2 separate regions of the Sus scrofa genome follow, and region 2 is linked to region 1. A link is a contact called in public Hi-C data. All regions are on one chromosome and are shown on one strand. The core of a region is the stretch at or near the end of the contact, and the rest is flanking DNA. Distances in the headings are between cores, read along the strand shown. Region 1 holds the start of GZMA (granzyme A (granzyme 1, cytotoxic T-lymphocyte-associated serine esterase 3)). Region 2 holds the start of GPX8 (probable glutathione peroxidase 8).

What was found. A called contact is a pair of places that touch in the nucleus more often than the background predicts.
Region 2: a Hi-C map of fetal liver shows a contact between it and region 1, with 1.9 times the contacts expected there. The contact joins the promoter of GPX8 here to the promoter of GZMA in region 1. A contact is called at or near these places in 19 of 47 Hi-C or Micro-C datasets (adipocytes, adipose tissue, alveolar macrophages and 10 more).

Annotation. Positions count from the first base shown.
Region 1 is chr16:34,259,919-34,265,988 of Sscrofa11.1, forward strand. It overlaps GZMA (granzyme A (granzyme 1, cytotoxic T-lymphocyte-associated serine esterase 3)), which reads left to right and starts at 2,577. Exons shown (of 5, transcript NM_001143709.1): 1 at 2,577-2,653; 2 at 4,638-4,785. The coding sequence starts at 2,593.
Region 2 is chr16:34,333,524-34,339,593 of Sscrofa11.1, forward strand. It overlaps GPX8 (probable glutathione peroxidase 8), which reads left to right and starts at 2,631. Exons shown (of 2, transcript XM_013984774.2): 1 at 2,631-3,057. The coding sequence starts at 2,854. All of the region lies in intron 2 of CDC20B (cell division cycle protein 20 homolog B), which reads right to left.

The sequences.
Region 1 (6,070 bases), core at 1,327-3,826:
GGTGGGAACTTCATAAAAGTCTTCTCACTCTAAGAGTTTATTCAAAGTTGACTCCAGGTCTAAAGTTCAGAAAATCAAAGAAGTTATAATCACCTCTCTTCCACCTGCCACACTTCAGGGAAATCCTGTTCCCACAGTGTCCTTCTCTGGGAGGCAGGGGATGGGGCTGCCCAGATCCCACACCACAGGTAGGTGAAGCAGAGGAGCCCACTGCCATCTCCACTCCTCCCACTTACCACCTCCAGTGGAATCACAGTGTTTCAGATCAGTGAATGTCTTGACTCCAAATCCTACTTTGTGGGTCTAATTTATAAGGTCACTCCCAACTCCTAGTGTCACTCCTAACTGTCAGCCTGAGCTCCCAGAGGGAAGAAGTTATGTGCTATCACTTTCTTAGTGGTCATCATACTTGAAGGGGGGGGCAGTGGATGTTGTGGAGGGAGAAAAGAGGAGTATGGAAGAGAAGCCACCAATATAAGGATACATGGCTAGACAGGAAACCTCTTGGCATCAAACACAACTAATTGCTCAGAATATTTTCCAAGAGCAGTAAGAATTACTGCTTCAAAAAATAACCTATTTATCCACTAGATTCTATCTCCTCTAAACAATAGATGTTTCCAAAAGGCTTGAACTCTGCATTTCTGCATCACGCTGAGCCTTAGATCTCAGCAGCATTGGCAATGGAGTCCAGGGATGCAAGGCAAAAGATGCATCATGCAGGTATAAGGCAGGGTGCTGTCAGGTGGTACCCAAGATGGTACAGGCCATGCAGAATTGGTATCCACAGGTAACTGAAGAGGAACAAATGACCATGCTCCATGGATTTCATAAGGTCAAGGGGATCTGTGGTGACACATAGGAGGTGTTTGATATAGTAACATTTTTGTGATCACTTTCCATGTTATTTAATTGTTGCACAGAATGGTTATACAGATGAATTATAATGTACTTACATGCCAAATAATGCTTCCCACCTACCCCAAAGATGCCCACATCCTAATCCCTTGAGCTTTTGCATAGCAAAGAGGAATCGAGATTGTAGATAAAATTAACACTGCTGATCTGCTGATCAGCTCAACCTAAAACAGAGAGATGATCTGAGTGGGCTCAGTGTAATCACAGGGATCCTTAAGAGTGGAAGCAGCGGAAAGAAGACGAGTCAGTGTCAGGGTGAGGCAATGTGAGAAAGACTCCACCAGCTATTGATGGCTTTGAAGCTGGAAGGGAGCCAAGGAATGTGGGCAGCCTCTAGAAGCTGGAAAAGGCAAGGAAATGGAGTTTCCCTTAGAAAGGAATGCAGCCCAGCTGACACCTTGATTTTCACCCAGGTGTCAGCACATCAGACGTCTGACCTGTAGAGCTGTGAAAAATAAATTTATATTGTTTTAAGCCACTAAGTTTGTAGTAATTTGTTACAGCAACAATGGGAAACTATATAATTACTAATTCCTTATTTAGGAGCATTTTGACTATTTTCAACTTTTTCTCATTAGGAACAATAATTCATGGAACTCCTTATAGCTAAATTTTTATGCAACTCCACAATTTTTTAAATTATGAATCATAGACATGTCTTGGATCAAAGACCATGCAAAAATTTAGTCATATCTTTACATGTATCACCTTCCAGAAATATAGTAGCAGTTTGAATTATTATATGCACATGAGAATTTCCAACATTGGAGGGTATTTTTTTGTTTGCTTTTTAATTTTTAGTAATTTGACAGGCAAAAAATTACATTAAAATGTTTTAAATTGGATTTTTATTATTGCTAACTTGTCCTGTGTACATATGCACACCTCTATAGATTAGGAATATAGCAGCCATTTTTATTTCTTCTTTTGTAAATTACTTGTTCACATTCTCTGACTATTTTTCTTTTCAGAGATTCATCTTATTGCTTTATAAAAATAGCTATTTGTGTCACATCAATGGAAAATGTTTACAATTTGGCTTTATATTTGATGTGAGGTACAGAAAGTTCAACTTTTAATCACTGAATCTATCAATCTTTTCTTTTTGCCTTTGCTGTTATATCTTAAAGCCACTTTCTTGTTTCTACATGTGTAAAAATATTTATCGGTATCTTCATTTAGTGCTTTTATAGGTGAAATGTGTGCTTAAGAATCTAACTTCAGTTTTCGTTTGTGATTACCCAGAAATCTCAACATTGAATGCATTGAATATCTGTCCTTTCCCTATTAGAAGAGATATAAAGACGATACTTCAAAACAATTTCTGATATAGACTTGAAATCTCAGTTTTTAAAAATAAACTCATATTTGAAAGTGAAGAAGTTGTCAAAAAAGAGGAATTTTCTGTTTAATGTCTTTAATTTATCATAGTCTCCATGGCTTCATCTTTACCCTTTAAGATAGGAGAGTTCTAATGAAGGAAATGTGAAACAAATAAGTGACCACAGTGTCTCTAAAATGAAGTTAGGTTTCCCACTAATAAAACACCAAAATCTTTAGCCACACGGCAGAGAAAGAAAAAAAAAGAAAAAAACCACATCCTTTGTGTTTCATTATATATTACCAAGTCAGTACCTGAAACTAAATAGTCTCCATATGTGAGTAACAGAAGCCATGGAAATTCCTTTTCCTTTCTTTTTTCCTGCTGCCATGTGTCTCCTTATAATTCCTGGAGGTAAGACATAGTTCCATATGCTTTTCAGTTTTGCTCATGAGAAAAGAGAATTTTATATTGGTTTAATTTTTGTTTAATGTTGTGTAAAGGGGAAAAAGAAACCATAACTTAATTTCCAATAGTTTTTCATGTTACCTTTTGTCTTTGCTATCTGAATGGCATATTGGCTTTTTAAGATGAAAATGTACCCTATTGTGTCTATAGGAATAATATGAAAGCATTAACTGTATCTGGAGATTCTCATAAATTCAGGCCAGGTCTCCAGAGCAAAACCTTCAAGTGATAAACCAATAAAGCCATTAAATTGGGGATAGGTAGATTACTTACTAACTGGATGTCTCAGTCATACAGATACAATTGAGTAGTCATAGCTCTCAGATAAATCTTAAAACTTTTGGTTTAGAATTTATTTGTGAGTATCTATTTCCAGTGGTAGGGGTGGTGAAAGAAATAACATCTGTGTAAAATAATCCAATAAATTATATGTATATACATGTGCCAACATTTAGTAAAACTTATAATTAAGTATAGACATATTCTAAATGTTTTACATTTACTCTTTTTTTTGGGGGGGGGGTCTTTTCTAGGGCCATGCCTGTGGCATATGGAGGTTCCCAGGCTAGAGGTCTAATCGGAGCTGTAGCCACCGGCCTACACCACAGCCACAGCAACGCGAGATCCGAGCTTCATCTGCAACCTACACCACAGCTCATGGCAACGCCGGATCCTTAACCCCCTGAGCAAGGCCAGGGATCGAACCTGTAACCTCATGGTTCCTAGTTGGATTCGTTAACCACTGCGCCAAGACGGGAACTCCTACATTTACTCTTCTTAAGTATCACTGTTATCAGCCCATTTTACACAAGAGGAAACTAAGGCATGGAGAGGTTAAGTGAGTTTACTAAAGTCGTCAGCTAGTAAGTAGGGGAGCTGGGATATGAACCCAGAGTCCATGTTCTTAACCACATACTGTGATACCTTAGAGGCTCAGTGAGACCTTCAGAGCTGGGATTCTTTACATGTGATCCATGAGTCCCTTCAAGGCCATGGAAAGCCATTAAGAAGTCTATGAGTCTCCCAAAACTATATGCAAATACTTATATGCGTATGTGTGTCTATACGTTATCAGATTCTCAAATGGCTCTATATTTCAAAAATAACAAAAGTAAAGAGCCACAGCTTTAGAAAAACAGTGCTTCACAATGGAAAGAATTTTTTTCATGATGTAGAACCAAATTAGAACACTCCTTCGCTATTTATTAGTTGTATGAACTTAAACAAGGTAATTGGCCTCTCTAAACTTCATGTTCCTTATCTCTACATGGGAATAATAACACCCACCTGGCATTATAGTAAACATCAGAGCCAGTGTCTGGAACTAACCAGTGCCTGGTAAATCATAGATGCTGTCATTATTATAGTTAATAATAATTGTTGATTTTTTTCTTTGATTTTAATATAATTTACCAAATTATCATTCCAAATAATAATCCCACCAGGGGATGCTGTGAGATTTTTCAAGGCCAAAAGCATAGTATCCAACCCAAAATTAAGACAGGGCAGCCTGCAGTAGGAAGTAAATAGACTAGGAATGGCAGAAACAAAAGAATGGGATTTCTCCCCAATCTGCTCTAACTATCTAATATTAGGTAAGTCTTTAATCTTTTTGCTTTTTGAGCCTGAAGAAAAAGACTCTGTTATCAGATATGTTCCACCTCCCAGGGATAGGAAGGAGAAAGACATTATGTTAAAGGTGCTTTGAATTCTTGAGCAAAAGAAACATCATTTAAATTCAAGATAACTACTATCCACAGCTGTCATGGAAAACTGTAGAAACTGTACCATTTGAACTGCTTTGATCTCTCCCTGACCCAGAGTGCATGTCTATGTACTCATTCTGGATAACTTCATTTTATCAGAACTTTCTCAGAGGGAAGCATGACTTGGTCATAAGATAGGATTTCACTCTGGATTACTCTTTCAGTTTTTCCAGTATCCTGTGACGGAATTATAGGAGGAAATGAAGTGTCACCCCACACAAGGCGCTACATGGCTTTAATTGAAGGGCTGAAAGTCTGTGCAGGGGCTTTGATCAAAGAAAACTGGGTGTTGACAGCTGCTCACTGTGACCTGTAAGTAATTCTGAGCTACTCTCATTCTCAGGCAGTTTGGGGAGGGGCACAAGAATTGTAAAAGTGACAGCGAAGTCCAAAGCCAAAACTAGGCAGGAATGGAGAAGAAAGTGGACAAGCACATTCAATGTTATGTACTGTGATATTTATTTCTATTAGCAAAAGCCAGATCTTATAGAATAAAATTGAAATGCATGACCATTTTCTCATATTATTTTAAAATATTTTTCACCATAAATAGCAACATTATTAACATTCTGAAAAACAAGAAAGGTGAAAAATAGAACTCATAATGTCATCAATTTCACAACAACCACTGCTAATATTTTGCTATATTTTGTTGCAGTCTTTTTCCATAAGTATATTTTACACAGTTGAGCCATTGTTCTCTGTGATTACAAGTAATTTACTCACTGTTATATAATCATAACTGTTATATAATACATAATTTGTTTTATCCCGTGTTGCTACATATTAGATTGAACCATAAGAAATTACTGACATTTAACTGTTCTACTTTACAAAATAGCCATTTCCTATGGTTCAAACTAATGTTTTTCCTAATTGTGCTTTGAAAGTCAGAATAATGTTTATCACATCCTATGCTGCTGTTTTCTTCATCAGTACCTGCTGTTGGTAACTGGCACCTACTATTGCCCTGCTTGCTTTAGGAGGGTTTCATGAATAAAAGAAGAGACCTAAAAACTAGCTTCCCACAAAAAAGATCCAAACTGATCTGCATTATATTGTGTCAAATGAGAACTTGTCAGAAGTTCCTGTTGTAGATCAGCGGGTTAGGAACCCAACTAGTATCCATGAGGATGCAGGTTCGATTCCTGGCCTCACTCAGTGTGTCAGGGATTCAGCACTGCCTTGAGCTGTGGTGTAGGTCGCAGATGCAGCTCAGATCTGGCATTGCTGTGGTGTGGTGTAGGCCAGTAGTTGTAGCTCCAATTCAACCCCTCATCTGGAAACTTCCATATGCCTCAGGTACAGCTCTACAAAAAAAAAAAAAAAAAAGAGAGAGAGAGAGAATTTATCAAGTAAGAACTTTAACACAGTGAATACTATAAATAAAGCTAACCACTGACATACTTGATTAAAAGGCCCACTTGCTGCAAAGTCTATCCAGCAAAACAAGAAATGCTTGTGCCCACCTCTCCCAGATTAGCTAGCATTCGGTTCATAAACTAGACTTAGGGCTAGTGCAGTTCATTTGTTTGCTTTTCTGTGTATGTGTGCATGCACGCATGCTTGTTTATTTAGAGATTCAGCTTTAAAATTT
Region 2 (6,070 bases), core at 1,381-3,880, 74 kb after region 1:
CATTTCATGTGCATTTTGTACCCAAAATTGATTTCATACTTGTGTGAGGCTGCCTCCATCACTTATACTTTATTGTATCTTCTACAGTACCTGAGTTGTTTGATTAACTGAGTCAACAGCTTTATCCCATTCTTGACCCAGTAGCTTCCCTTAACCTTGCCTTCAACCTCATCAATCACTTCCCCTCCTTTAAGAAGCCTTTCTAGCTCTTCCGAAAGAGTGCTGATGGGTTTTCTAATATATGATCCCCTATGCAGAGAAATTTGTAATGTTGATTTACTAATAGTCTGAAGATGGTCTTAGTATAGACAGAACATATAGGAAATGATGGCAGATAACCAGAAAGCTGAGAGGTGATGATATCAAAATATATACAGAGAAAGATTCTCCCAAATGAAGAAAGCTTCTAAGGTCCAAAATCTGTGTTCACCACCATATAGGGTGGGAGTTCCCCAAATGTTGTCTTGAATGTTTGGTTAATAGGCCTGTATGAATATTTATATTATCATAAATATATATATGTGTGTGCGTGTGTGTATATATATATACATAAATCTTATGCTCCTAAGCCTTAAGAATTACAAAATTAACAAACTGGCTCTTATTTCATCCTTGACAAGGGATTTACTTAAGCTTTCAAAGTAGTTTTCATATAGAGCGGATTTTCTTGTCAAACCTGAAACATCAGGTCTGTATTTAAATGTTTTATTTCTGGCTGTAAAAACTGGCACTATGGCTTATACAGCCACCTCTTGCAAGTTCATACAGCAGGATATTGGCGTTCTCTAGTGCTTTTAGCTCTGGATCACTCAATGAGAGATTCTTTACTTAGAAAACAATGGACCAGAAGTTACCATAATGACTTTATCAAAACAATATCACCCTATAGGGTCTTGCCTGGGGGTTGGTGAGTCAACATCCCCCCCCCTCAAAGCACAGTTATAATGGGATGAGTTTACATGATTCACAGCAGATTCTGTGAATTAAACTTTTAAAGCCATTTGCTTGAACAGCCTGAGGAGCTAAAGTATCTAACGTAGACCCAGAGACACAAAACATGTCTACTATGGAAGATAAAGGGAAGCCAAAGAAACTTGTTGCTCTGCAAACCAGAAGAAGATTGAGGTCTAAAATTTCTCAAGCTTAAATGTTCACTTGAGTCGTGAGGGGATCTTGTAAAAATTCAGCTCCTGATTCAGAAAGCCTTGGAAGGGCCTGGGATATTATGTTTCTAACAAGCCCCAGGTGACAGCAGTGCTGCAGACAAGACTTGAAGGAGCAAGGCCAGAGAATTTAAGTTACTTCGCGGTGTTTGGGTGTAATATAAACACAGGGATTTTGACTTTTTCCATAACTCAGCTTAAGAATACCAAATTAAAATTACTACAGTTAAAAAGTGGTAGAATACATTTTTGTGTATATTTTCAATTTTTACTAGAAATTATAAGGGAAAAGTTTTCTTTTGCATCCACTCTTATTAGGCCCCAAGAGTGGGAGTGAAGTGGTTTATGGTCTCTGCCAGGTTAATGTGCCTAAGCTGTGGGCATTGCTCAACAACCTCCACACACAGACACACGCACACCTCAGAAGCAGGGATGGGAGCAGAGCTAGCAGCCTCCTTAGCAAGCTTGAAAGCTCTAAAGATCTAACAAGGATGGGAAGGGACTCTCTCAAGCTTCTCAGACTTCTCTAGCATTATCTGGAAACTTACACACACCAACAGTCAGACCCTAGAGGAACAAAGCACCTTTTTTTCAAAACTTGCTACATATCCTGAACAGGATATTTTCTAAGGTAGCTAAAGGAACCATAGATTTCAGGATAGGCAGCCCTCAACTCCCTTTCCATGCATGCCCCTAAAGTTTTCAACAAAGTTAGATCTTCTGTAGAAAGCAACAGCCACTTGAAAAATAAAGATACAAAATGAAGCAACTAGATGATGCACCCAAGAAGGGGGTATAGAGTGGGGGTGGGAGTTGTGTTTGCCTTTTGTGTAGAAATATCTTATTTGTTAAATTCCTACTTTATTATAGACTGCAGTATTTTTCCAGTGTGCAGCCCATTGGTGAACAATCATTTTCATGGGTCGGAACCATGCTGTTTTTAAAAACGCAATAGACCACAGGGCATCACAGTTCAAAGCAGAAGCACTGCTTAATGAAATGTCACAGTTACATGTGCCTGTGTATACTCATAAAGTGCATTTCTTTCTATGCATCATAAGCAAAAATTTGAAAAATCATTGAACTATAGTTTGCTTTATGATAGAGGAGGGTTTTTTTTTTAAGCCATCATTGCTTTGATCAATTTTTTGCTATATTCACTTAGCATTGACTTAGCTAGATGAGGTCAGAGCAAGTAGCCTTTTCAGATATTTCAGTACCCTTTCTACTCTTAATACCTTGAATTCACATAGCATGCTTAAGCCGTATGAAGATTACATGCATATATATATATTAAATTCCTATAGAGATATATTAATAGACCAATTTAATCAATATTATGAACTATTGCTGGGTATTATATATCCAATATTCCAACACATCCAGGCAATTGCTGGGAGTACTTCACAGTTTTCAAGTTACAAGGGCACCATCTTCTGGCGGAATATTTCCTTTGTTGGGACTATCTTCAAGTACTACCCAAAATGTCCCGATATTTTTTCTAGCAAAAATTGCAGCGGATATTCTCTAGAGCTTTTGACTTCATTCGGGAGTTTCACTCCATTCTCCATCTGAGGCATGAAAGGCGCTAGTCTGTCCTTTCTGACTTTCCGTTACACTGAGCCGGTTTCAAGTTTCAGCTCCTCCTTGAATTCCAGCCTGTTGAGACGACACTCTGGAATCATCCAAAATGGAGCCTCTCACAGCCTACCCTTTAAGATGTTCAGGGCCCAAAGCAAAGGTATTTGCAGTTTTGCTGTCTATGGTTCTCTGTACAGTAATGCTATTTCTTCTACAACTAAAATTCCTAAAACCTAAAATCAACAGCTTTTATAACTTTGAAGTGAAAGATGCAAAAGGAAGAACGGTTTCTCTGGAAAAGTTTAAAGGCAAAGTAAGTTGCATCTTCTGATTTTTCTTTGTATTTTCTGTCCACGTTCTTATTCTCTTAATAGTCAATTTATATGTTTATAGTGTTATAATTTAGTCTTCAAAGTAATATTAGTATATCACTTTAGTATCTCATAGTATATTTCTCATTGATAAACTGATTATCTTAACTGCTTTAAAATGTTTTAAGTGCTGAAATAATACTTTTAAAGTCGTTTAGGAAATTCTTGTATTTAGTAATGTGAATACGTAGACATTAACAAGAGTATTAATCCATAATTTGACAATATTAAAAAGCACTCTTTCAATAATCATATTTTATCTTTTATTTAAAAATAAACTTTCCCTGAGTACCTGGGGCTTTCTTAATTACTGTGATCTTTTATTAGAGTTTTAACTCATGCATATGGGTTATGATTTTCAGTATTATTTGGTATATATAAAAATATGAAATAACCGTCTATCAAGGGCTGTATTCCTCCAAAATGGTTTAGGATTTTAACTACTTGCAGAATTTTTTTTTAATCTTTTATTTGCTTCACTTTCCGGTTGGATTTTTTTCTTTTTCCGGGAGGTTGCACTAGTTGTAAACGTGGCTAGTGACTGCCAACTCACAGACAGAAATTACTTAGCACTGCAGGAACTGCACAAAGAGTTTGGACCATTCCACTTCAGCGTCTTGGCTTTTCCATGCAATCAGTTTGGAGAATCGGAGCCCCGCCCAAGCAAGGAAGTATTATCTTTTGCAAGAAATAACTACGGAGTAACATTCCCCATCTTCCACAAGATTAAGATTCTAGGATCTGAAGCAGAACCTGCATTTAGATTTCTTGTTGGTAAATATCTGCCTTGCCTCACCAATTTAATGTTTTTCATTGCTTTTCATTTTTAAAACAAATGTGCGAGGACCATACTTTCCTATTTCATTTGAAATGTTTTAGTGGGCAAGTTTTATAAAACTATCAAAGAGCTAGATTCTCATCCTTTGTAATTGTCTGGAAGTTAGGCTTCCCTGAAGTCAGTGTTTTAACTTCTTGGACAGCAAAATAAATCTACTCCGATGTATTTTATTCCTTATGATCATTTTCCTGAAGAATTTAAGATTGGTCATGGCTATTTTTACAAAATATTACAATCCTCCTCTGTGTGACTAATATGTGGGAAAATGTCCTTCCCTATTATTAAAACTATACATCTCTCATGAATATTGCTGAGCATTTTTAGTTAAACTTCTTTGTGGTTAATTTTATGTCACCTTCCTTATCTGACACATTATCCTCAAGGGTGAATAATATCTCAGTTTGCCGGGTGGTTTTGGTAAAATTCAAAACATATAGCTTGATTTTTCTTTTTTTTTTTTTTGGAGGAGGAGGGTAGTGTTAGGCTATCTCTGTAATTATGCTAGCTACAGAAATCTGTGTAAAATTTTTTCCAGCATAAAGGTAGTATAGCATAGTAACAAAGAGTTGGTCCCAGTCTACATGGGTTGAAACCCCTGTCCATTGCTTTTGCTGTGTAGCTTCAGGCACATAACTTCTCTGTGCCTGTTTCCTCATTTGTAAAATGACATTATCAACAGTATCTATCCCTTAAGATTATTTGGAGGATTGAGCATGTTAATAATTAAAGTACTTATACACATAAAGCTTACAGTGTGCCAGACACTATTCTAAAGTTCCCATGTGGCTCAGGGGGTTAAATATCCAGTATTGTCACTGCAGTGGCTCAGTTTGCTGCTGTGGTGTTTATTGGATCCCGGGTCCAGGAACTTCCACATACTATGGGTACAGCCAAAATGAATAAAATAAATAAGTAATAAAGGACATTCAGCTAACATTCTCTTGTCTTCCACATGTAGATGATATCCTCAGTTATTTTCACTGTAGCTAATTTGAATTTTTTTAATGATTTTTATTTTTTCCACTATAGCGGCTTTACAGTGTTCTGTCAATTTTCTACTGTACAGCCAGTCACACATACATATATACATTCTTTTTTTCACATTATTATGCAGTAATTTGAATTTTGATAAAACCATGACCTCAGCCAGGCAATCAAGCTTCTAGTCCAATAAACCAGCGAATGATGTTCTATATTTCATTTAAGTATGGAGTTAGAAACGTGCAAAAATATTAATTCCTTGGGAGGGTCAATATACTGCCTAACACCATGACCAGCAACTGGAGTGAAGTCTTCATTCCTTTTATTCCCAGAGTACACTGAGGAAAGAAAAGCCAGAGCACTTGCCTTGTCATCACCTCTCAATCATAGCAGCCAAATACTTGGGTGCAATAGCTCCTAGATTCTTCCCCTTTCTTACTAAAAAAGCTTCTGAAACTACTTATCCTGTGTAATCAGAAAGACAGTAGTGGGAGTTCCCCTCGTGGCTTATCCTGTGTAATCAGAAAAGTAGCAGTGGGCGTTCCCATCACCGCTCAGCGATAACAAATCTGACTAGTATCCAGGAGGATGCAGGTTTTATCCCCTGGGCTCACTCAGTGGGTTAAGGATCTGGCGTTTCCATGAGCTGTGGTGTAAGTCGCAGAAAAGGCTCAGACCCCGAGTTGCTGTGGTTGTGGTATAGGCCAGCAGCTACAGCTCTAATTTGACCCCTAGCCTGGGAACTTCCATATGCCGTGGATACAGCCGAAAGGAAGGAAAGAAGGAAGGAAGGAAGAGAAAAAAGATAGTAGTGATTTAAGGTTTCACTGAAGTTAGATGAAGTTCCAGAGACAAAGACTATGAGATGATTGCCAAATGAAAATTAGATCTTTTAAAACTGGCCAAAATATGACAGTAACAGATAATGTGGTCACAAATGGGACAGCTCTGTACAGGCGTGCAGGTTGTTCACTAAACAAGGCAACTAATTGAGGAGGCACATGAGGGGGCTGAAACCCAGACAGGTGCAAGGTATGTGCTGAGCAACTGCACCCACCTGGCAGGGTATCTTTTTCTAATTAACAAAAAGATGTTACACTGGCTAGAGAGAGCCATGCCCTGATAGCATTATCTTT